Linked DNA regions of Mus musculus: regions 2, 3 and 4 are each linked to region 1. Evidence: chromatin contacts called from public HiChIP or PLAC-seq and promoter capture Hi-C data. All regions are on one chromosome and are shown on one strand. Each heading gives the region's core, a stretch centred on a gene start, on an enhancer-like site or on the middle of the called end of the contact. The rest is flanking DNA. Distances are from core to core; before and after follow the strand shown.

The links. HiChIP or PLAC-seq counts read pairs in DNA pulled down with a chosen protein or histone mark. Capture Hi-C pulls out chosen DNA fragments and counts their contacts.
Region 2: a contact with region 1 is called in a promoter capture Hi-C map of liver. The contact joins two enhancer-like sites. A contact is called at or near these places in 1 of 484 Hi-C or Micro-C datasets (regulatory T cells), 3 of 115 datasets of contacts at active chromatin or transcription factors (bone marrow-derived macrophages, memory CD8 T cells and pro-B cells) and 3 of 9 other capture datasets (adipose tissue, liver and pancreatic islet).
Region 3: a contact with region 1 is called in a promoter capture Hi-C map of liver. The contact joins two enhancer-like sites. A contact is called at or near these places in 1 of 15 datasets of contacts at CTCF or cohesin (the NIH/3T3 cell line), 3 of 115 datasets of contacts at active chromatin or transcription factors (bone marrow-derived macrophages, memory CD8 T cells and microglia) and 3 of 9 other capture datasets (adipose tissue, liver and pancreatic islet).
Region 4: a contact with region 1 is called in a CTCF HiChIP or PLAC-seq map of CD8 T cells, with 5 read pairs. The contact joins two enhancer-like sites. A contact is called at or near these places in 1 of 15 datasets of contacts at CTCF or cohesin (CD8 T cells), 2 of 115 datasets of contacts at active chromatin or transcription factors (bone marrow-derived macrophages and microglia) and 2 of 9 other capture datasets (adipose tissue and liver).

What each region holds. Positions count from the first base shown.
Region 1 is chr7:75,684,662-75,690,323 of GRCm38.p6, reverse strand. Akap13 (A kinase (PRKA) anchor protein 13) reads right to left here. Exons shown (of 37, transcript NM_029332.1): 13 at 5,015-5,207; 14 at 3,003-3,111. Among named protein-coding and RNA genes, the nearest start is that of AU020206, 95 kb to the left of the region's middle. Within about 2 kb of position 3,558, at least 115 of the 459 cell types and tissues checked have an H3K27ac peak or open chromatin away from gene starts, as enhancers often do. A contact at or near this core is called in CD8 T cells, bone marrow-derived macrophages, liver and 1 more, where this site is marked.
Region 2 is chr7:75,478,424-75,484,085 of GRCm38.p6, reverse strand. The region is part of intron 1 of Akap13 (A kinase (PRKA) anchor protein 13); the gene reads right to left. Among named protein-coding and RNA genes, the nearest start is that of Akap13, 26 kb to the right of the region's middle. Within about 2 kb of position 3,110, at least 25 of the 459 cell types and tissues checked have an H3K27ac peak or open chromatin away from gene starts, as enhancers often do. A contact at or near this core is called in liver and regulatory T cells, where this site is marked.
Region 3 is chr7:75,496,163-75,501,824 of GRCm38.p6, reverse strand. The region is part of intron 1 of Akap13 (A kinase (PRKA) anchor protein 13); the gene reads right to left. Among named protein-coding and RNA genes, the nearest start is that of Akap13, 43 kb to the right of the region's middle. Within about 2 kb of position 2,889, at least 47 of the 459 cell types and tissues checked have an H3K27ac peak or open chromatin away from gene starts, as enhancers often do. A contact at or near this core is called in liver, where this site is marked.
Region 4 is chr7:75,825,254-75,830,915 of GRCm38.p6, reverse strand. The region is part of intron 1 of Gm51489 (a long non-coding RNA gene); the gene reads right to left. Among named protein-coding and RNA genes, the nearest start is that of Gm51489, 5.5 kb to the right of the region's middle. Within about 2 kb of position 2,830, at least 36 of the 459 cell types and tissues checked have an H3K27ac peak or open chromatin away from gene starts, as enhancers often do. A contact at or near this core is called in CD8 T cells and bone marrow-derived macrophages, where this site is marked.

The DNA.
Region 1 (5,662 bases), core at 2,309-4,808:
GTGCTTTCAGGGTCAGACTCATTCACCTCCTCGCTCACTCGTGGGTAGGTGGACACTCCTCAGACAGGGGAAACCCCTCCAACGCAGAAGGGAACACATCTTCCCTACTGCCTTGCTCTTCCTTTATCCCTTCACCAGCCAAGTGGTATCTAACAGCTACTTAGTTACTCAAAGGTGCCAAGCTGAGCGCCATCTTTGGATCCTTATAGCACTCCTCATTCGGGCTTCTTTGATCGTCAACTTCTCTCCTGAGGTCACTATTCTGAACCAGCTACAGTGCAAACCCCACAAAAGCCTTCAATTGACCTATAGGATTTTTCTTCCCAACATCATTTTCATCATGTTTGGTTTGAAACGTTTTAATTTACATGCTTCTACTGCCTTTGGAAAGGAACCCTACATCCTCAGTTTAGATTTCCATATACCAGTTTCTAGTTTCTTTTGGTCTGAACTTTCTTCAATTCCCGAATTCTGATAATTCCAGAATGTTTATTTTAGTTGCTTCATTTACTATTTTCTATTAGATTCAACTTGTTCTCTTATCTGTAAATCATAAATATAGCCAAGAAAGAAACTATCAACAAGTTCATCCTTCATCCACCATTGTCTAGTCTGGTACCCAGCAAAGAGTTGGTACCCAAATATGGTCTGGAAAATAGATACATCAATTTTGCTTTTATCATTTGGGAAACTTAAGGCCCTAAATCAAAGATTTGCCTTGTATGAAAGCTACAACAACGACATCAGATTATGAAGTTGAGCTCCACCAATGAGGTGAAATGACGCCCCCGGCCCCCAGCCTCTGTGCTTGCCCAGGCTAGGTCACTGTTCTCTTTTGTAAAAATAACTGTCTTGTTGACACTTTCACTTTGCTTGTCTGTGTGGCACCAGGAATATTTTCCCAATAATTTGGAGTTCTTTTCCAACATGATAGACAATGTTCTTGTTTCCAAAACTACTTAAATTACAGTCAGGGAAAAAGAGACTTTGGCACTATTTGGGGTCACTGTGAACTACAGAACTCCATGTCCATACACCAGGAAGTACACTAATGACTTTAATTCACATTAAAAGCACACACAACATGTTATCCTGACTAAACAGTTGAAGTGACTGAGGGTAAAGGGTTTCTACACCAATCATTCATTCATCATTATATGTGCTTACATAAAACATCAGCTAAACTACCTTATGAAAAACTGACTGTAAACTGAGTGTGATGGTGTATGCCTATAATCCTAGAACTCGTGAGATGGGGGCACCCCATACATGCTCAACAGGAACTGAACAGCAGGTCCAACTGCCCTTAAAGCATGCATGTGTATATATTTATGTTCAGGTGTATACACACAGGAAACCAGAAGAGAGTCAGGGTCTCCTTGAACCTGGAGTTCATGTTCCTTAGCCAGGCTGGAAGGCAGTGAGTAGTCCTCTTGCCTCTCTCCACCCCCCTTACAATGCTGGGGGTCACAGAAAAGCCTGAGAGCAAGCCTAGCTTGCTATGTAGACACTGGGATCCAAATGCAGGTGCTCATGATTACACAGCTAGAGAGTCATCCTTAATGCCGTAACTCTATTGTGAAAATCTGTTAAGATTAAACATCCAGTTAGCCAAGATGAAAGACAGAATTCACTAATGAAGGGCAGCTACATTCGTCTCCAGATCTTTTGAATTAAATTTTCAGAGGATGCTGCAAAAACACCATAGACACCGGGAGCTTGTGCTTAGTTCCCAGAACACCTGGCCCTGTAGTGAAGACCATGTGCATTACTCCCTTTCAGATTTAATCTTTGCACCAGGATCGCACACTCTAACTACTCACTGAAGATCAATTTTTAAAACAGGTTCCTAGAGCTAGACAGATGGCTCAGTGGTTAAGAGCAATGGCTGTTCTTCCACATAACCTGGGTTTGATTTCCAGTACCTACATGTTAACTTACAGCTGTATCTGTGACTTCAGTTCCAGAGGTGCCAATGCCCTCTTCTGGACTCTGTGAGCATGGCATGCATGTGGTGCAGATGTAAACGCAGGTAAAACACCCATACACATTACACAAAAATCTTAATAATAAAAAAAGGTTCCTTAAGGGAATAAGTTGGTAACAAATATTTATACAATTAAAATGCTTGAAAGCATTTTTTATGCACACAGGCCTTGTGTTTATAAATCCCACGTGTCAATATACCCTCGACAGCCAACTGACCTGCATTTGCATGAAGTTTTAGTAGTCATTTTCAGATTTAATCCTCCTGTACTTAAGTAAAAATGTTCTTCAGCTCTGTCTCTTGAGCTTGAAATTTCTGACTGCTAGAATTAATTTGTCTTCTGTGAAGTTCAGCAGAAGCAAGATCACTTGAAAAATATTTCTAGATTTAAGGAGCCTACTGTGACATAAATACTCATTTTAACATCTGTTCTTAGACAGGATCCTGGACCCAGGAAAAGGTGAGAAAAACTGAACTGTGTCTATATTAGATTAATTTGATCAGGATTAATCCCCTGATTCAGGTAATAAGAAAGGTATCTTTGTTTTTAAGAGACATATTAAATTACTTAGGGGTACAGAAACCTACGCTCTGAAGGAGAGTGATAAAGAAAGGGAGTATTCTGGAAAAATATGAAATATTGTAACATTTGGTAATTTGAGGGAAGAATGCACAAGTTCTTGATATTTTTTCCATGTACTTTTCTTGCTAGGTATTTCTTCAGTGAGAGTCATTTTACCCATTTTCAAGTCTGAAATTATTTAAAAAATCCTTTTAAAAATAGTGTCATATTTAAACTCCACAATATAATGAATATAATGTACGCATCAAAGAGGCTTTTATATACCAAGAGGAAGGGTTAAAAACTGATATCTTAGCAGTTATGGTTAAGTATAAAGACAGTCCAAAGAAGAAGCAGACACATTTTAGAAGTTAATAAGATCCCAAAATAAGAAAATTGATAAGAAAAGTAGTTAAGGTATACTTAATTTTTTTAAAAAAGTAATATACTCACTGTCCAATCCAGGATGACTGATTGTCATTAATGAGATGGATTTTGTCAATGGAGAAGAAATGGCTGATGTACAGTAGTTAAATCCCTGTTGTTTAGACCTGTAACATGTCTACAAAATTAAAAAAAAATGGAGGATGAGTTCTAAGTACATATTCATATATATAGACGTGCAGAATTTGCATTGACCCAACTTAGTGAAGGAAGAAGTGGAATCCAGTCTGCCTCTGCCACTTAACTGGTACTTAGCTGCTTAGCTTTCTAAGCCTCCTTGTTCCTCCTGGAACTGGTGAGTATTCACCATTTACAGTGGGTTTCCATCCCTCAGAGCATTTAATAAGGTTTCAAATTGAGTAAGAACTCACTAGGTATTTGCTGGTCACACAACCTGGTAAGTAACTTCATCAGAGGTACCAAATTACATAGAGCACTGCTGCTTTGAAAAATCAAACTGTCTTCAGAGATTGACAATAGGACATGTTGTTATTCTGATTATAAGGACTTGGAAACTGAGATGTGAGCAGAAAGCAGTTCAAGAGCAGTAGCAAAGCAGCGTTGCATCTGGGAAGAGGCGAAATCTCTTTCACTTCCTCTTAGATTGACTGTACATGAACACAGGGTGACTGCAATTTAGTAACTTAACTTCCTCAGTAGTTACTGGCAATTTAAATCCATAGCATTTTAAAAGCCATGTAGCCCAAGCAAAAGCAGAGGCTCCTTTTAACATCCCGGAAGCAACCATTTTTTACTTCTGGTGATAAGGGTCTCATGTGTCTTTCATTTTGAGACAGCTCATTCGAATACTCTCACAAGATGAAATCTGCCTTTTTCTGATTCACACAAATTGAGATACTGAACGTCTCCTCCTAGCATGCACTCACTCATTTGGGCCAGAGATTTCTGATTATTTAGAGCTTGTTCCATGTGTAACCATGGAATCTGAGGCAAACAGTTGCTATGTTTCAAATACAACTGTGAGGTCTGAAAAATGACCTCCGAGAACAGCAGACTTTTAAGAGGAAGTTGACTGCAGGCAACTTGTCTAGATCAGAAAGATACATGCAGCACAACACCCACTCTGAGGCTGTGCACAAGAGGAACTAAAGGTAAGATGGAAGCTCTATGAGGACTATGCATTGCATAGCATAGCATAGCATAGCACAGCACAGCACAGCACAGCACAGCACAGCACAGCACAGCACAGCACAGCACAGCACAGCACAGCACACCATGGTACAAAAATGCGGATATTTATCTAGATGTGTTGACTTCATCTAGAAAGATTAAGTCAGAAAGATAGCAATGATAATTAGTACCATTTACTAAAAGAAAGGTCATCTGCCAAACTTCTCAGGGGCATGAAGCTCTCACAGGTAAGGGAGGGATCAACAGACTTTCTTGAGCAGTATGATTGACACAAAGACCATATTTTCTCTAGGGAATAACCATGGGGCATGGATTTTCAAATTGCTAAATTTAATAATGACATGCAATATACTTTAAAACTCAATTTACAATGAACTGAATACATTCCTAATCCTAAAACATTTGCTGTGATGGAATATTTAAATCTGTATAGATTAATGTATTCTTTTTAAAAAATAATATTTTATATTTATTATTATTTTTGTATAGAGTGTTTTATCTGAATGCATGTATCCATGCTACATTCATGTCTGGTGCCCCTGGAGGTCAGAAGAAGATACTAGGTCCTTGGAACTGGAGTCATGGATGACTGTAAGCCACTTTATGTGGGTGCTAGGCACCAAATGTCAGTCCTCTGCAAGAGCAGTAAGTGTTCTTAACCACTGAGCCATCTCTCCAGACCAACTGATGTATTTTTAAATATTCATGTTTAGTTCTAAAAGCGTGTTATTGCTAGAACTGAAGATACTATTTAATAGGTAAGTACTAGTATTTACTAGTACTAATAAAAAGCACAAAAATGAGGTCATATTTGGGGGTAATATTCCACTACCACACCCATCAGCATTCCATACTTATTTTAGCCTTACCTGCTGATCAAACATCCTATGATGCTGTCTCTGGTCTGGCTCCAGATGTTCTTCTGAAAGTGACATCAAAGAGTTTCTCTGTTCCTCACCACCGAAAGGGTTTCTGAGCTCGCTGGAGTTTGCAGAGCTCATTTCTAGAGACGAGGATGGCTTATTTCCAACACCTCCTCCTGTCAAGCCTTCCAGACTGAAACTGAACACAGAGCACAATAGTTCAGTCACTGTTTGTAGGTCTCAGAATGGGAGGTTACAAATATCCCTCTAACTTGTATATTTATTTTTATGTTTCCTACTCAAAGTATCTACAAGAAGGCAGAGCAGATAAGTACCACTCATCTTTGCCCCAGTGGTATTAGATGCTGAAAAAGAACACCAGATGCATTTATTTCCCTACTTCATTCAACTTATCTAATGTTGAATCAGATATCATCATTTTCTCAGCTGTTTTCTCAATATACCATATGTACAGACCATATTTATCTTATCATCTATGTGTGTGTATGCTTTCACTGATGTGATAAAAGTAATTTTTCCAGAATCTGACTCATCTAATGCCAAATGTCACAAAGCACAAGCACAAGGAGTTTTCAGAATGGGAAGTGAGTGACTTGGCTGTGTGCTTACCGTGTGGACCTTGATAAAACGATA
Region 2 (5,662 bases), core at 1,861-4,360, 210 kb after region 1:
AAAATGCACATTAAGGAAAACAAACAAAACTCCAGATTTAAGATTGTTGATAGTTATGATCAACAATTGCAATGAGTGGACCAGGGTGTAGTTCCTTAGGAGTGGAAATGAGAAAGTAAGCTATATTCTGTCAATAGTCCCCTGAAAATAGATCCACATGAATACACCAAAGCTTCTAGTGTGCTCTTCTAATTAACCACAAGTGTCTGGTTTTTTATACATGATACTTTTTTTTACTATAATTCAAGATTAATTCAACAACTGTGTCAGCCATGATACTCTCAATTAAAACAAGACTATGGTCAGTCAACTTGTACCTTACTTAAAACCTATACTTTTCTTTATACTTGCATAACTGGTTATCTGGGCCCAAATATAGCTATTCACAATTGCTTCTACTGAGGGTTTTTTAAAATTATTTATTTATTCACTTTACATCCTGAACACAGCCACCACCACCACCTCCCCTCCTTTCTTCACAGCCCTACCCTCACAAATCCTCAGAGAAGGGGAAGCTCCCCTTCGGGACCACACCCTCCTGGGACATCAAGTTGCATGTCTGACTATACTGCACTTACTCTTACCAATCTTAACTCTTTGACCCACAGGTTCCTTCATCAGGAAATTAACAGATGTGACCAGACAACGCCAATGGTTCCACCCAGGTTTGTTTTATTTTTTGTTTTTGTTTCAGTTTTGATACGTTCTCAATATATTGCTCACTCAGACTGCCTCACACTCAAGATCCTCCCTTCCTCTGCTACAGACCTTATATAAAGGATTAAGTATGTTTGCATGTTACTCACACCCCTGTCATTAAACCACTCTTGTCAAGGTTTTGTGGGGTGGGTGGGTAGGGGTGAGGTTCTTTTGGGGTCTCACTTTGCAACCCTGACTAACCTGGGACTCTAGGTAGACTTAGAGTGGCCTCTGTGATGGTTTATATATTCTTGGCCCAGGGAGTGGCACTATTTGGAGGTGTGGTCTGCTGGAATAGGTGTGTCAACTGTGGGTGTGGGTTTTAATACCCTCATCCTAGCTGCCTGGAAGCCAATATTCTGCTAGCAGCTTTCAGATGAAGATGTAGAACTCTCAGCTCCTCCTGAACCATGCCTTCCTGGATGCTGCCATGTTTCCCACCTTGATGATAATGGACTGAACCTCTGAACCTGTAAGCTAGCCCTAATTAAATGTTGTCCTTTTAAGAGTTGCCTTGGTCACAGTATTTGTTCACAGCAGTAAAGCCCTAAGACAGCCTCCAACTCAGATCTGCCTGCCTCTGCCTATAGGAACACTGGGATCAAAGATGTGCACCATAACCCCTGGTTCTCTACCAAATTTTCAGTTGAGACAGAATACTGTAAGCTTCTGAAAACTCCACAGTTCCAGTAACTATTGTCCATATGCTAATGAAAGCAGAGCACTGAAGACAAAGGAAAGTAAAGAGTCTAATTCCTACACGCCAAAATCAGTGTTCAGATGGATTTGTTAGTTTCCTCACTGCTGCAATCAAGTCTCCTGTCAACAAGCAGTTAAGAGGGGAAAGGGCCAATGGTAGTCCACATCTTTAATACTAACATTCTGGAGGCAAAGGAAGGCAGATCTCTCAGTTGCAAGCCAGCTGGGCCACACAATGAGACCATCTTCAAAGCAAACAAAAAGTTGGGAGGGGGTAATTAGTTCAAGTCCAAGGGTGCAGGTCATTATTCAAGGAAGGCATGGGACAGGGGCAACAGGCAGCTGGTCATCTGTGTTGACTATCCTGAACTGGGAGAAAACAGCAGTGTCCCCTCCTTTTCTTCAGACCAAGACCCAAGCTGATGGGATAACAGCACATTTAGACTGGGTCTTCCCTACTCAAACCCTGCCTTACTTAAACCCCTCTAGAAATATTCTCACACTTTCAAAAAGGAATAAAATTCAGAGATGTTTATGAGAGAGAGAGAAGATCCAATCTGAAACATCAGTCACAGTGCAGCATGATTTAAACATCACTTGGTGGCTATTGCCTCTCTATACTTAGGATTATAAAGAATGAAATAGCCGGGCGTGGTGATGCACACCTTTATCGGGAGGCAGAGGCAGGTGGATTTCTGAGTTCGAGGCCAGCCTGGTCTACAACGTGAGTTCCAGGACAGCCAGGGCTATACAGAGAAACCCTGTGGGGGGGGGGGGGGAAGAAATATAAGCTGTGTTTCTAAATAACCATCACACACCATCTTCCACCAAGTTTCTCGGAGTGGCACTGAGAACTACTAAGAGTTTCTTCCGCATTTCTGATATCCCCACTTCTTTTTGTCTAAGATCAAATGTGAAAATGCATCTAAAACAGGTACAACCGGGCCAGTAAGTCCGTGTGTGCACTGTCTCCCAAAGGCCTATATGTCAAAGGGGTTGGTGGCACTATTGGGAGGAAGTAGAACCTACACTAAGGTCCTCACACCACAGGGGCTTGCCTCGGAAAGAGATTAAGACTCAGTCTCTTCCTCTGCTCTTTTCCTTCCAGCAATGTAAGCACATTTGGTTTATAATGATCCAACACCCCAGGGCCAATCCATCATGGGCTATACTTTCCAAAATGGTGAGCCTCTTCATAAATTATCCCAGGTTTTTGCTATGAAGAAAGCATACTCCTCTACGCCCAAAGAATCCATAAAACTATCCATAAGCTATGCTAACTTCACTATTTAAGAGATTCTGCACATACACTTAGATTTTTGCCCATTTTCTTTTAAATGATCTTTGATAGAAAGGCCCAATCATACATTTATAGGAAATGACTAAGTTGCTGTCATCTACCTACCCCCAGAACAAGCACTATTTCTGCCCTTCCACTGCCTACTGGCTAATAATTCAAGGACTCATGCATGCTACGGTAACACTTCACATTTACACCAATTAAAAGAAAAGCCTGTTAGTGGTGATTAAAATGACACAAAACCTTTTTAGACATGTTGATAACATACAGAGTTGTAAAGCACTTAAGAGCTATTCTGGTTAGTTTCTGTCAATTTGACACAAGCTAGATTCACCTGGGAAGAGAGTACAACTAAGAAACTGCCCCCATTAGATTGGACTATGGGCCCTTTGTGGACGTTTTATTAATGATTGACCTGGGAAGGTCTAGTCCATTGTGGGCAGAGCCGCCCTTGGGTGCGTAGTCCTGGGCTGTATAAGCAAGTAAGCTGAGCAAGTCAAGGAAGACAAACCAGTCCAGCAGCGCTCCTCCACAGCCATGCTTCAGTTCTGCCCTGGCTTCACTTGACAACAGACTGAAAGATGGAAGATGAAATAAAGTCTTTCCTCCCAGAGTGCTTTCTGGTCAGTTTTATTTATCACAGCAACGGAAAAGCAAACTAAGACAACAGTCAAGATTGGAAATTTTGTAATGAAACATTTAGCTTGTTCAAGGTCCTTTTAAGTGAGTGAACGCTTACTCCCCAAAGGCAGTCATCCTTCCAAATATCTTCAGAGCCTCTTTTTCAAAGACCTTCAAATAACATGGAACAAGTCATTACTTTGCAGATATGTCTCATTTTCATTTTTTTTATTTGTATAACTATTTTTCAACCTGATGATCAGTTTTTAGCCAATCTTATTTTAAATATCTTTTGTGATATATACAGAATTTTATATATCGCCTACAAGAAAACTTACCATCCTCTACCATCTGATACCAGTTCTCTCAAAAGCCTTACCTTGATTTATACAGAGAAGGAATGAGGATCATTAAGCCCTTCTTACTTTAAGGCCTTTTCCTTTTTAAAAATTGTTTATGTGGATACATGTTTATGTATATGCATGCAGCATCCATGGAGGTCAGAAGGTGGCAACAGAGTCCCTGGAACTCGAGTTAACAGGTGGCTGTGAGCTGACAAGCAGATGCTGGGAAACGAACCTGAGTCCTTTGCAAGAGCTCCCGCTGCTCTTAAGCAATAAGCCAACTCTCCAGGCCCCCCAGGCCCAGCTTCTTAAAACTGTGGGTTAGGCTCCACATGGGATCATGAAACTAAATTGAGGAGGAAGGATTTTGAAAAAGAATAATAATAATTTGGCAGGAGTCTAAAGCTTCTGAACATGCAACAACAACTTTAATTTAAAAACTCAAATGCATAATGAAGCTGAGGCGTTTCTGCGAACACTTATCCATGTTGCATCATTCCTCACTGCGGCCTTCATTATGAAGTGTGTGCTCACTTTGCTGCACTTCATTATGAGCACACAGTGCGTGCACTGCGCTGCACTTCATTATAAGCACACAGTGTGTGTGCACACAGTGTTGCTGTCACACTACCTAACATCAACCAATGGCTGCCTGAGACCTCAGCTCAGATTAGAGATTATTATCTGTTATGATCCTTTGTGTTTTCATACAATACTTTCTGTTCATAAAGAGACATAAACAGCCAGAGCTGCCTCAGCAGGTAAAGGCTGCTGCCGGGAAAGCACAGGGACTTGAGTTCAGTCACTGGAACACACACCAAGATGGAAGGAGAGACAGAGCATGAAGTTGTACTCTGCCCTCCACATGCTCTCCATGACATGCAAAGCACACACACACACACACACACACACACACACACACACACTCAATCATACACTCTCTCACACACAAACAAACTATGCAAACAACAAATGTTTTAAATGAAGCATAACTGCTTAATATTGAAGAACAGAGACTATATATACCTCTGCCATTTTGCATTATATTTATGCAGAGTAGTATTCTCAGCACTGATTATAAAATCAAACCAACAATTAATTTTAAAAATACTGAAGATGCCAAGTCCTGCATTATCAAATATTCAGCCATGATTTTATTGTATACTGTTTGTTTGTTCCATTTCTAAGAAGTGATAAAATAAATTTTATTTAAAAATTAATTTCTTTATGATGTATTTCCTGAAAGTGTTTAATCTGTATGCCTATTTTATATATCTATATATACTCAAGATCATGTAAACGTCTCTGGTAAAAAGGGGTTACAAGTGGGAAAAGCTTAAGAAGCCCTATGTTAGAGGACCAATTAGTTCAGTGCTTTAGGAATATGGAAATATGGGAGGAAGGCAGAGACCTCCCTCATGGAGCAGAGGAAAGGTGTCATTGCTATACCAGATGTTTAACAATACATACAAACTGGAAAATGAACTTTTACTCAGAGGGTCTGATGGAGTGCTTGCCACCAGGTCTACCACTTCAGCTCAATCTCAGGTTCCACGTGGTGGAAGAAGGCCAACTCTCACAGGTTGTCTCTAGGCTCCACATGTACACCCCCCACACAAATACACACAGATAAGTCCAATAGATGGATGGATGGATGGATGGATGGATGGATGGATGGATGGATAAGCAGACAAAATGACTTTAAAAAAAACTGAAAATAGGAATAGGCCTATGAAGTAAAAGCACTCTTTGCCATCCTTTTGGGACCTAAAACTCAAAATCGTACAAGAGTGTTTACCTCTTCATTACTTTACAGACATCTAGATGAGCATTAAAACAACAATGGGGAGAAGAGAGCAAAGAACAAAAAAATTACATAAGACATGCATGAGCACACTAGCAGACCTCCATCAAAGCATTTGTAACATCTTTCACTTTCCCAACTCAATTATTTTTATTTTGACATCAGAAATCATCAACTATTCTGTCATTCATTCCA
Region 3 (5,662 bases), core at 1,640-4,139, 190 kb after region 1:
CACTTGAGAGGCAATGGAAGGACAGTCATGAGTTCAAGGCCAGTTTAGGCTACACTAAGGAATCCTATTTCAAGAATAAAATAGAAAGAAAACGGAGTGAGGATGGGTAAACACATGACGACAACAATGATGATAACGATGATGACAAACTTGTGAAATAGCACATCAAAACTCAAGGAAATCATGGAACTTTATGGTTCAAGTCTTCTCATGCATTTGTTTGACACTGCCTTTGTTCTATTAAAAGGGGGGTAGGAGAGCACCTCATTTCCCTGGATTGTATTTCAGGGTACAACAACTGTCTTGGTCTATAAAAGAGTATTCTTTGAAGGCCAGTCTTCAGAATTATCAGGCTACACAATTCCCTGTTCTGCCTCTCAGTCTCTGATTTACAAGTATGGCTGCTCTATCCAGCCAGCTTCACTCTGTGATAGCACATGGTTGTATCTACGGAGCCTACAATGACCTGGGTAGAGAGGCTCAATGAAGGCCTAGATCAGGTCTCTGTGCATGTCTCTGGGGGAAACATTCTTGATTATTACTTGATACAGGAAGACACAGGCCACCGTGGGTAGCACAATTCCTTGGTTAGGGCCCTGGACTGTGTAAGAATAGAGAAATCAGGTTGAGCACTAGACATGTGTGCATTCATTTGCTCTCTGATCTTGGCTGTAGATGTAACAAGACCTGAGACTTCGGGTTCCCGTCATGCTGACTTCCTCTGAATAATAGAGTGAAACTGGGAATTATAGGCTGAGTAACACTCACCCCCACCAAGTTGGGTTTTTTCAGGTATTTTTGTCACCACACCAGAATTATATAACAGAAACTGATACGAGGAAGTAGGGTCAGTCCTGTGACAACCCTGACCATGTGGCTCTTTGGACTATTATGTGAAAGAGCTTGGAACTTAGAGTTGAAAAAGTCATTGGGTGCTGTGGTCATCGTTTACTGGGCTGTTCCTGTGAGAACATGGAAAATAAAAACACATAGAGAAATGCAGACAGTAGAAGCCTGGTTCATTAGGAATGAGAACAGTGCCAAAAGCTGCAATCAGAGCTATTCATTCATTCATTCATTCAATATTTTGGCAAAGTATCTGTGTATGCTGATCATGCTTGGGCTGAAGAAGCAGCTGGGACTGTCAAAGAACTTAGCCCGGGCTGTTTACCTAACCACACTGTCCAGGTCTTCAGGCTGCCCCACTGGACCATAGCTTCCCTGCTGTTCTCCCTGTCTCCAAATACATCTAACCCTTTACCTTATCACAGGTTCAAACCCACAATTTAAGTATGAGCAGCAAGCAATTCCTCATCAAATCCTTCCAAGGACCCAGTGTTTTCTGCTTACCAAGTCTACTTCACATGACTGCCTGGATCTTAGGTTCCTGCTGCCACTATAAGCCCCAGTATCAGGACATTCACCAAGTGAGACAAAAAGAGGAGGAGCTTTCAAGCACTATGTCACCACAGTAAGACAAACATGAGTGGCTGCTGGCTCTCTCCATCCCTGTTGGTATCTCCTCCTCTTCCAGGTCAATTTCTAAATAACCGTATAACAAAGGCTAATCGACAGCACTGGAAGTCCGGGGGGAATGTGATTAAATGTACACTCATCAAGAGCACAATACCACATAAACCACTTCCGTAATATGACAGTCAGGTAAGAAAAAATAAAATTAAGCCAAATTTCAGGAAATGGACTATTTTAAATAACCAAATTTCCTTGTTAAGCTACCTGGGAATCAATGATTATTAAACATGTCAAGCTATATTAGTTTACTTTTTCAAAGTTTCTAAAATTAGAATGTATCAGGCAGTTTCCTCAGTGCTGGTTCTCAAGAGTGCCACCACAGCCTTGAGTTCACTGCGTACAGTGAAGAGCAGAGATGAAGGCTGTTTTCCTGGATACTGTCATGGCTTCAAATACACCTCCCACAAACTGTGGTAAGTCAGTATTCATTAAAGTAACCCAGCATCTCTTGAGATTTTAGATAACCCTAATGAGGTTCATTCCAAAGAACTGGCTTTGCTCAGATAACCTCCCCTTGCTTATCACGGATCAGAGGTGGGGGCTTTCTGTCTGAGTAAGCCCATGTAGGATGGTGGTGGGGGAAGAAGGGGACACATTCTGAGAAAACAGGCATTAAATGGAGAGACAACACATGACCCATGAAATGACTTTTAATTTCCTCAGCTGTAAAGGAGAGGGAAATCAGCTGTGAGGATGAAGAGAACTTCCTTCCACGGTAAGTTGAGTACCTGAGGGCAAAGGGACTGAAAAGACATAGTCCAGGAAGTAAACCATCCAAAAAGTAAAGTAGAAGCCCGAAGAGGGCAGCACCACTTCCGGAGCGGAGTGGAAGCCTGGCGCCAACCTCACTAACGTCTAACTCAACTGTTATATAATCCCATTCTTAAAACTGTTTGTAGTTCCCCTTACACATTCTAAAGACCTTGTATTTTATATGCTGACATTTCACCAAACCCGCAAATGTTTTCTTCATAACCTTTCTCTATCCATGAAAAAGAAAAACAATACAAAGTAGTGAGTTTACCCTTGTGAGGTTCTCTCTGCAAACCAAAAAATTCATCACATTTTAGTTTATGTTTTCATTTTTGCATTTCATAAGCTACCTTTGCCAAATGTGGCAAAGCCAGTGCTGAACGGTTTTTAATTGTTCGCTTGTTTTTTGTTTTGTTCTGTTTCTGTCTGTATAGGCCTGTTGTCCCAGTGAAGCCCTCCTTTGTAGAGCAGGTCCTAATGTTCAGTCTAAGAATGCCTGCCTGGAATAAATACAATTCCTTTAACAAGTAACTACTTTAAGTGGAAAGACCTAATCACCATACAAAACAGCTTAGCGATTAACAGAGTGGGTTAATATTAAGAACTCTGCAACTGTCCAGAGTCCAAACATACCCTCTTCCTTTGTGCTCACAGCCTCGAGCCTTAGCCTGATTCACCGAAGGATTTCTACCAGCAAATGTCAACTGAGGGGAAGCCCTGAATTCCTACACAAACACAGCCACCTTCTGTTTTCCAGATGGATACTATGACAACAAAGTAAACAAACATATAATAAGCTGTGCTATTTGATAAGCTGAGGGGTCAATGGCAAGTTCTGGCTGTGGAGCAGGCCCTGGCACTCATAAATACAGGCTCGGTGGAGGGAAACGAAGCTACAGAATCATAACTATCTCCAGCTACCTATCCTGAGTGTCTCCTCTGTCTCCTTCCTAACAGTTTGGATATCTGAGGTTCAGGAATACTAAGACAGCAGTTAAGTATTTGTCTCTACACCATGTTCTCTGACACAGCATCAGAACTTTATTTCTGGTTCCAACATCAACAATGATGAATTTATGTCCTAGTGTGTCAACACTAGGAAAGGATCTTTGTTAAATGGGCAGGACTCGTAAATCCGAAATTAATGCTTAATAAATCAAGAATACTGATGAAATCAACCCAACTCAAAACAATGTTCCTTATTAAACTAGTGGGAGGAACGGATCTCCCAAGGAAAGGGAAACAATATATAAGTAGATGAAACAGGAGGAGACTGGGACAGGAGGATTAAATGTTAAATGAGGAGGAGAAGGGAAGAGGGTAAGGAAGTACGGGGAGAAATTGCTAACACTAAGAGCCATGTGAGGGGTCTTACAGAAACCTACTACAGTAGAAGCTCCTTAAAATAGAAACATCTATGAAGGAAATCCCAATGCAATCCTCAAATTATGAGGAAGACAGAGCCCCAACCAGGTAGCTCTCACACCAAGTGGAACCTCCAGTGACAGGAATGGGTTACATCACATTGAGATATTGGGGTAAAGAGGTCCATGGAATATCCCAAACCATTCAGGCTATTGCCAAGGCTACTAGTTGCTCTCCACAAACTGATGGTAAGGCCCTATTGCTGTAGAGAACACCTAAGTATCTAACTGAGCACAGAGAAGACAGTCTGGAGCCTAACTAAAGCCTTCACTCTCACTAACTGGTATTTATGGTACAGGAGGTACTCGGTATGCTACCACAGGAGAGAGGCAAACACCAAACCCTCTGATCTACGGTGCTGTCCTGTCTGCATGGTACACTGGTGCAACACTGACACAAAAATTCTAACAGTAATCAACTACTATCTGATTTGATTTAAGATGCCCTCCATGAAATGGAACCACTGCTTGGCTCCAGGGGCCAAGAATCTGAGACTAGATGGGCCATAGACTTCAAGGAAAGCCAAATACTATCTGTTAAGGAATGACTCCTAACAACATTCTGCTATAACCACTCAGCCATCCTCAGAGATGCTTTCTTCTGTAGTGGATGCTAACAAAGACAGAGACCCACAACTGGACAGTGTGTAAAAAGTGTGTGCTAAATGGGATGTCTTCATCAAATCCCTCCATTAAGGCTCAGGGAGTTCAGGGAAGAGGAGGTGGAAACATTGTCAGAGCCAGTAGAGATGGAAGAAGCAAGGAAACAGGCCTTGGATGGGAAGGAGACAAGAGCTCCCATCCCCAACCAAGAAGCTGTCTCCAATTAACAACCATTCTCAAAGGAAAAATTAGTTTCACCAAAGGAGAAGATGAGGGAGGAGAAACCATGAATATATTACATGAAAATCACTTTATTTTCAATTAGAAACCTTTAGATGCTCCTTACTAGAAAATCTATCCTGGCTTCTCTTCTGCCTATTCAGCCAATGGTACTCACCAAAGCTAACGGCAAGGAAGGGTCTTCAAGTCAAAGCACAACACGGAAAGAAGAGAAACAAGCTTTAATCTGGTCAGAACCAGGCACTCAGGAGGCTTCTAGCTCTTGTAGAGAACACAAAGATGACACGAGACCCACAAAAAAGAGACCTGTTTCACCCTTATTCTTTTACAGCTGTTCAAACATGAAAATCGTTCAAGCTTTAAAGTCTGTCCCACACTGGCTTAAAGACACTAGGCAAATAATTTAACCCACACCTGTAAAAGGAGGAAGATAATAAGCACAGAGCTGGAAATAATTTTAATACTTTTGTAATGTAATTGTAATACTTCATAGAGCTTTGTGGAGAACAGGGCCTGGTACCACAACAGGTGCCTGTTACCTAGTTGTTACTACTCCTAATTGCTCCCTTCTAAGAATGAAAGAAAATAGTTGTCTCCAAATAGATAATATTCACATTTTACGTTTTGCTTACAAAGTCTCACTATGTAGTCCTGACTGGTCTTAAATTCCTTACATAGATGAGGCTGGTCTCAAACAGACCCAAATCCATCAAAATCCCAACACTGTTTCACGAAAGTATACTGACTGTATATCAAGCACACTGATGAGCCAGAACAGGACAGTGATGACGGAGGAAGAAGGACCTTTTCTTTATATTTGGGTAGTTTCCAAGAGTTTCCACAATAAGGTTGTTTTACTTTTATATAGCTAAAAATTACTGCTGGGACAAAAATGTTTGATGAACTTCACCATTCTCATACTGGAGCCATTAATGTTCAGAAAGACAGCTTCCACTGCCTAAGGCTTACCCACCCTTGTGTGTAAAAATAAGATTTCATAATCACCTTCAGGGGAGAGGGGAACAGAGCAACTTCTTACAAAGCCAAGTTTGGACTCCTTGTTTACAAAAGACTCTGTGGGTCCCTTCTGAAAAGGCGAGGCATCAAAG
Region 4 (5,662 bases), core at 1,581-4,080, 140 kb before region 1:
GATTGTTTGGGGCTTGGCTGTCTGGGAATCCCAGATCAATGTACTCCTTTGACTATTTTGTTGAGCCCTAGTAGCACTCTCCCACCCCACTACTGCCTCTGGCTCTAGTTTTTCAAGATAAAGTTTCTCTGGGTAGCCCTGTCTATTCTGGAATTCACTCTGTAGACCAGGCTGACCTACTGACCGTAAATATGAAGTTTAAAAACAGATTTTGAACGTTATTTACAAGTTGAAAATTTAAGGATCTCATTACTAGTAAGGAGTGTGTGTATATGTGTGACTGCGATACTGTTCATTGGCATGTGGTTCATTGAGATAAGTGGCATGTGGGAAGCCAGGCACATTTTCAGTGATAGATGTGGTACTTGGATGCTGGTTGTCCAATGATAAGGATGATGGACACAGTTCTTTCAAGTTGTGGGACGCCTGAAAAACCAGTGGGTTCAGGGAAACTGCTGCCATCTCCAAATACACATTAAAAATGACAAATGCAGGGCTGGAGAGATGGCTCAGAGGTTAAGAGCACTGACTGCTCTTCCAGAGTTCAAACCCTAGCAACCACATGGTGGCTCACAACCGTCTATTATGAGATCTGATGCCCTCTTCTGGGGTTTCTGAGAATAGCTACAGTGTACTTACATATAAATAAATAAATCTTTTGCCATTTGAATTGACCCACCCCTCTAGTTCTAGAGCTTTTCAAGACAGGGTTTCTCTGTGTAGCCTTGTCTGTCCTGGAACTCACTCTATAAACCAGGCTCATCTTCATTGATCCACCTGCCTCTGACTTCCAAGTGCTGTGATTAATGGCATGGGCCACCACGCTGGGCTTTCTTCTTTTCTTTTCTTTTCTTTTCTTTTCTTTTCTTTTCTCTTCTCTTCTCTTCTCTTCTCTTCTCTTCTCTTCTCTTCTCTTTTTTTAAGGATTTATTTATTTACTTTATGTACTGTATATAAGTACACTGTAGCTGTCTTCAGACACACCAGAAGAGGGCATCCGATCTCATTACAGATGGTTGTGAGCCACCATGTGGTTGCTGGGATTTGAACTCAGCACCTGACTGCTCTTAATCGCTGAGCCATCTCCAGCCCGGCTTTCTCCTTTTCTTTCTTTCTTTTTTTTTTTTTTTTTTTTTGTTTTTTTTTTTTTTGTTTGTTTGGGTTTTTTTGTTTTTCGGGACAGGGCTTCTCTGTATACCCCTGGCTGTCCTGGAACTCACTCTGTTGACCAGGCTGGCCTTGAACTCAGAAATCCGCCTGCCTCTGCCTCCCGAGTGCTGGGATTAAAGGTGTGTGCCACCACGCCCAGCCAGCTTTCTCCTTTTCTAATGTGGGATTTCACCATCTCTCCTAGTTTGGTCTTTAACTTGATGGGCTCAAGTGGTCTTCCTACCTCAGCCTCCCTGGTAGTTGGGACTGTAGGCATATGCCACAAAACCTAGCTATTCTATCCATTTGATCATTTGCTCTCCCTCCATTCCTCTTTTTTCCCTTCCCCACTCCTTTCTTCCTTCCCAGAAACACTGAGAATTAAGCCCATATTGCTCTTGCTAGGAAAGCCCTCTACCCTGAGCTACTCCTTCAAGCCCTCCCACCCACTGATTTCCACTTGTCTTTACATATAAGGAGTGTTTCTTGTGAAGAACACACAGATGGTTCTTGCTTTCTATTTTCCTTTATCACACCAACAATTCTCTACCGTTTGTTTGTTTTTATTTTTCGAGACTGGGTTCTGTGTAGCCTTGGCTGTCCTGGAACTCACGCTATAGACCAGGCTGACCTCAAACTCAGAGATCCGCCTGCCTCTGCCTCCCAAGTGCTGAGATTAAAAATTTGAACCATGGGGCTCGAGAGATGGCTCAGCGGGTAAGAGCACCCGACTGCTGGTCCGGAGTTCAAATCCCAGCAACCACATGGTGGCTCACAACCATCCGTAACGAGATCTGACTCCCTCTTCTGGAGTGTTTGAAGACAGCTACAGTGTACTTACATATAATAAATAAATAAATCTTAAAAAAAAAAATGTTTGAGCCACCACTGCTCAAAAGAGTCATGTTATTCAGCTGCTTGCCCAGAGAAGTGACTTCCTCAGGTCTGTGTGTAGTGAGGGAAAGTGGCCAGAGGACGCTCTTTCTACTTATTGAAAATATTTTGCCAGCCAGTGGTGACGCACGCCTTTAATCCCAGGACTTGGGAGGCAAAGGCAGGAGGATTTCAGAGTTCAAGGCCAGCCTGGTGAGTTCCAGGACAACCAGGGCTACACAGAGAAACCCTGTCTTGAAAAAACAAAACAAAACAAAAAAAGGAAAACCATTTTTTTTAACAGTTTCTACTTCGAATCACTCTCCATTTTGTACCAAGCATTTCTGAGCCGGGCCTGACATCTTTCTAGCATGTCCTGGTGAACATCATGCTCTTTGTTGGGACTGTCCTTCACAGCTGTCTCTCTTCCAGGCTCCATACCTTGCAAAACACTGCCAAAATCTGAGTCTTAATTTCAGTGAAGAAACTACTTTAAATTATTAATTAACCAAACATTGTTCTCTGTGTGTGCATGATTCCCTCATGTGTGGGCACTCATCCCATGGTGTGCGTGCAGAGATGAGAGGAAACTCTGCGGGGGTTCTTGCTTGCTTGCTTGCTTGCTTGCTTGCTTGCTTGCTTGCTTGCTTGCTTTCCCTCTTTCTGTGAGTTCCAGGGATGGAGGCCCGTTCACTCAGCTTGCGAGGTGAGCACCTTTCCCCGTTGAGCCATTTTACCAGGCACTCTCTTCACTAAGGGCTCCATGGCTTACGGTTTCTCTTCATTCACTGCCCTCTGGCGGGGGAACAGGAAGTAGCAGCCTTTTACCATTTTGATCCTGGAGGGCACAAAGTCCATGAGAGAGCTGCTGAGATACTGCAGAACAGCGGGTGAGAACAGATACCATTTTCTCCTGCAGGCTGCTCTGGACCGTGCACGCATGGCCTCTCCTCTTGAATTTTGAGGTGCGGAGGATCCGAGTCATTTAGAAGTTACTTTAGGTTCTAAGACAAGTGGATTGGTTTGGTTTTGTTCATTTATTTTATGTATATGAGTACACTGTAACTATCTTCAGACACACCAGAAGAGGGCATCAGATCCCAGGACAGATGGTTGTGAGCCACCACGTGGTTGTTTGAAATTGAACTCAGGACCTCTGGAAGAGCAGCCAGTGCTCTTAACTGCTAAGGCATCTCTCCAGCCCTGCCCCCCCCCCCTTTGTTTTTAAATGTTACTAAGTATCATTGTGCATGAGTCACAAACATATGTAGAAGATAGAGGACAACTTGAGGGAACTGGTTCTCTCCTTCTACCAAGGGAATCCTGGCCTTGAACCTCAGCTTATCTGACTTGGTGGCAGGTGCCTTGACCTGCTGAGTCATCCTTGGCTTGCCTCTTCTTGTTCTTGTTGTTAGTATTCTATTTACTGGACCACACTAGGTTCTTGACTTGTAAGAGGATTAATGTTCAATTTTATTTTAATTTTGAAAATTGATAAGAATTTATGATTGCAAATTGGGACACGTTATTTGATTTTAAAGAGACACAGAGACACACACATACACCCATTTCTGCTCATGAAATCCAGTACTCTCCTGTCCCTGCATGGAGACAGAGCAGTTAGCACTACTTCCCCTCCACACAAACACACACACACACACACACACACACACACACACAAACACACCTTTTTCCCAGCATAGATGCCTCGGGCCCTTGGAGAGGGCCGACAAATGGGAGCACGGCCTGGTCCCCGAATATTACAATCCCTCTTTCATGACAGCACCCCCTTCCCTCCCGTGAGTAAAAATCAGCATTTCTGTGGTACAGATGGCTCCTGCCCTTGAAGGAAGCAGGAGCCAATATCCTTGAAGTGATAAAAAGCCCACTCTTGGACTATGAGAAAGAGGCAATTAAGTGTTCCCAGACAGCTGAGACCAGTTTGCAAAAATGCACCAGCCTCTGATAATGGAGTGAGTTTCTTTTTCCCAGGTCAGGAAGGCCCCTGTCCAGCTGCGCAGTCCACCCTGCTGTCTAAACAAATGTTATCAGGTTTGAAAGATAGCATTCCTTCACCGCCTCCCCAATCATGTCATGTAACACCAAAGCTTGATAATCCCAGCTTATGCATACATATATGTGTGTGTGTGTGTGTGTGTGTGTGTGTGTGTGTGTGTGTGTGTGTGTGTATGGTGTGTGTGTACGGTGTGTGTGTGTGTGTGTGTGTGTGTGTGTATGTTGTGTGTGTGTGTGTGTGTGTGTGTGTGTGTGTGTGTGTGTGTGTTTATCAAGCTTCTCAAGCCCCTAGACTGGATCATCACACTCCTAACCAGGAAAGGCTTGCAATCTGGGTCAGACTCATATACTAAAGACTCTCTCTTGGACTTGCAATTCCTGGCAGTCTCCTGAGATTCTCATGAACTGGGCATAACAATTTAGATACCTGTTTTCTGATTTGGGGGTTGGGGGTTGTTTAGGTTTTTGTTTGTTTGTTGTTTTGTTTTTTGTTTTGTTTTTGAGACAGGAATTCTCTGTGTAGCCCTGGCTATCCTGGAACACACTCTGTAGACCAGGCTGGGCTCGAACTCAGAAATCCGCCTGCCTCTGCCTCCCAAGTGCTGGGATTAAAGGCGTGCGCCACCACTGCCCAGCCAAACCTAAATGTGATATATCTGATCTTCTTGCTTCCACCTCTTGAGTGCTGGACTGACATACTTTTTTTTAAGACTGATTTATTTATTTTATGTATATGAGTAGCTGTACAGATGGTTGTGAGCCATCATGTGGTTGCTGGGAATTGAACTCAGGACCTCTGCTCACTTCGTCCCCACTCGTTCCAGCCCGAAGATTTATTTATTATTATATGTTAAGTATACTGTAGCTGATTTGACCTCAGGACCTCTGGAAGAGAAGTCAGTACTCTTAACCGCTGAGCCATCTCATCAGCCCATGACATATTTTTGAAGCTTTGACTTTATTAAATCCACCAACAACCAGACATATATAAAACAACAAAATCCCTAAAGGTAAGAAAAGCTAAAAAGGGGCTGGTGAGATGGCTCAGAGGGTAAGAGCACCGTCTGCTATTCCGAAGGTCCTGAGTTCAAATCCCAGCAACCACATGGTGGCTGACAACCATCCGTAATGAGATCTGATGCCCTCTTCTGGCGCATCTAAAGACAGCTACAGTATACTTATGTATAATAATAAATCTTTGGGCCCAGAGCGAGCAGGAATGACCAGAGCGAGCAGAGGTCCTACAAATTCAGTTCCCAACGACCATACCCTCTGTGTTCTCTGGTATTTTAAATCCTACAAGACTAAGCTATTAAATAAATTCATGTCCTCCCAGAGGGCACATTTTGCATAACCAGTGATCTAACTACCATATATCCATCCCTTATTTCTGTCAGATATTGTCCTGGAATGAAAACAGGCTGACCAGTCCTTGTCAGGGAATGACAGCCTGATAGGGATGATATAGGAGAATCGGACCAGCTTTTGATTATAGTGAATTGTACAGATTTCATTAGTAAAGGATTAGGTTACCATAGTCAAGAATGTACATTTTTATATGTACTTGTTTGATGATGCATACATTCAAATTGAAGCAATGCAAGAAAAAACTTGGCATGTGTGG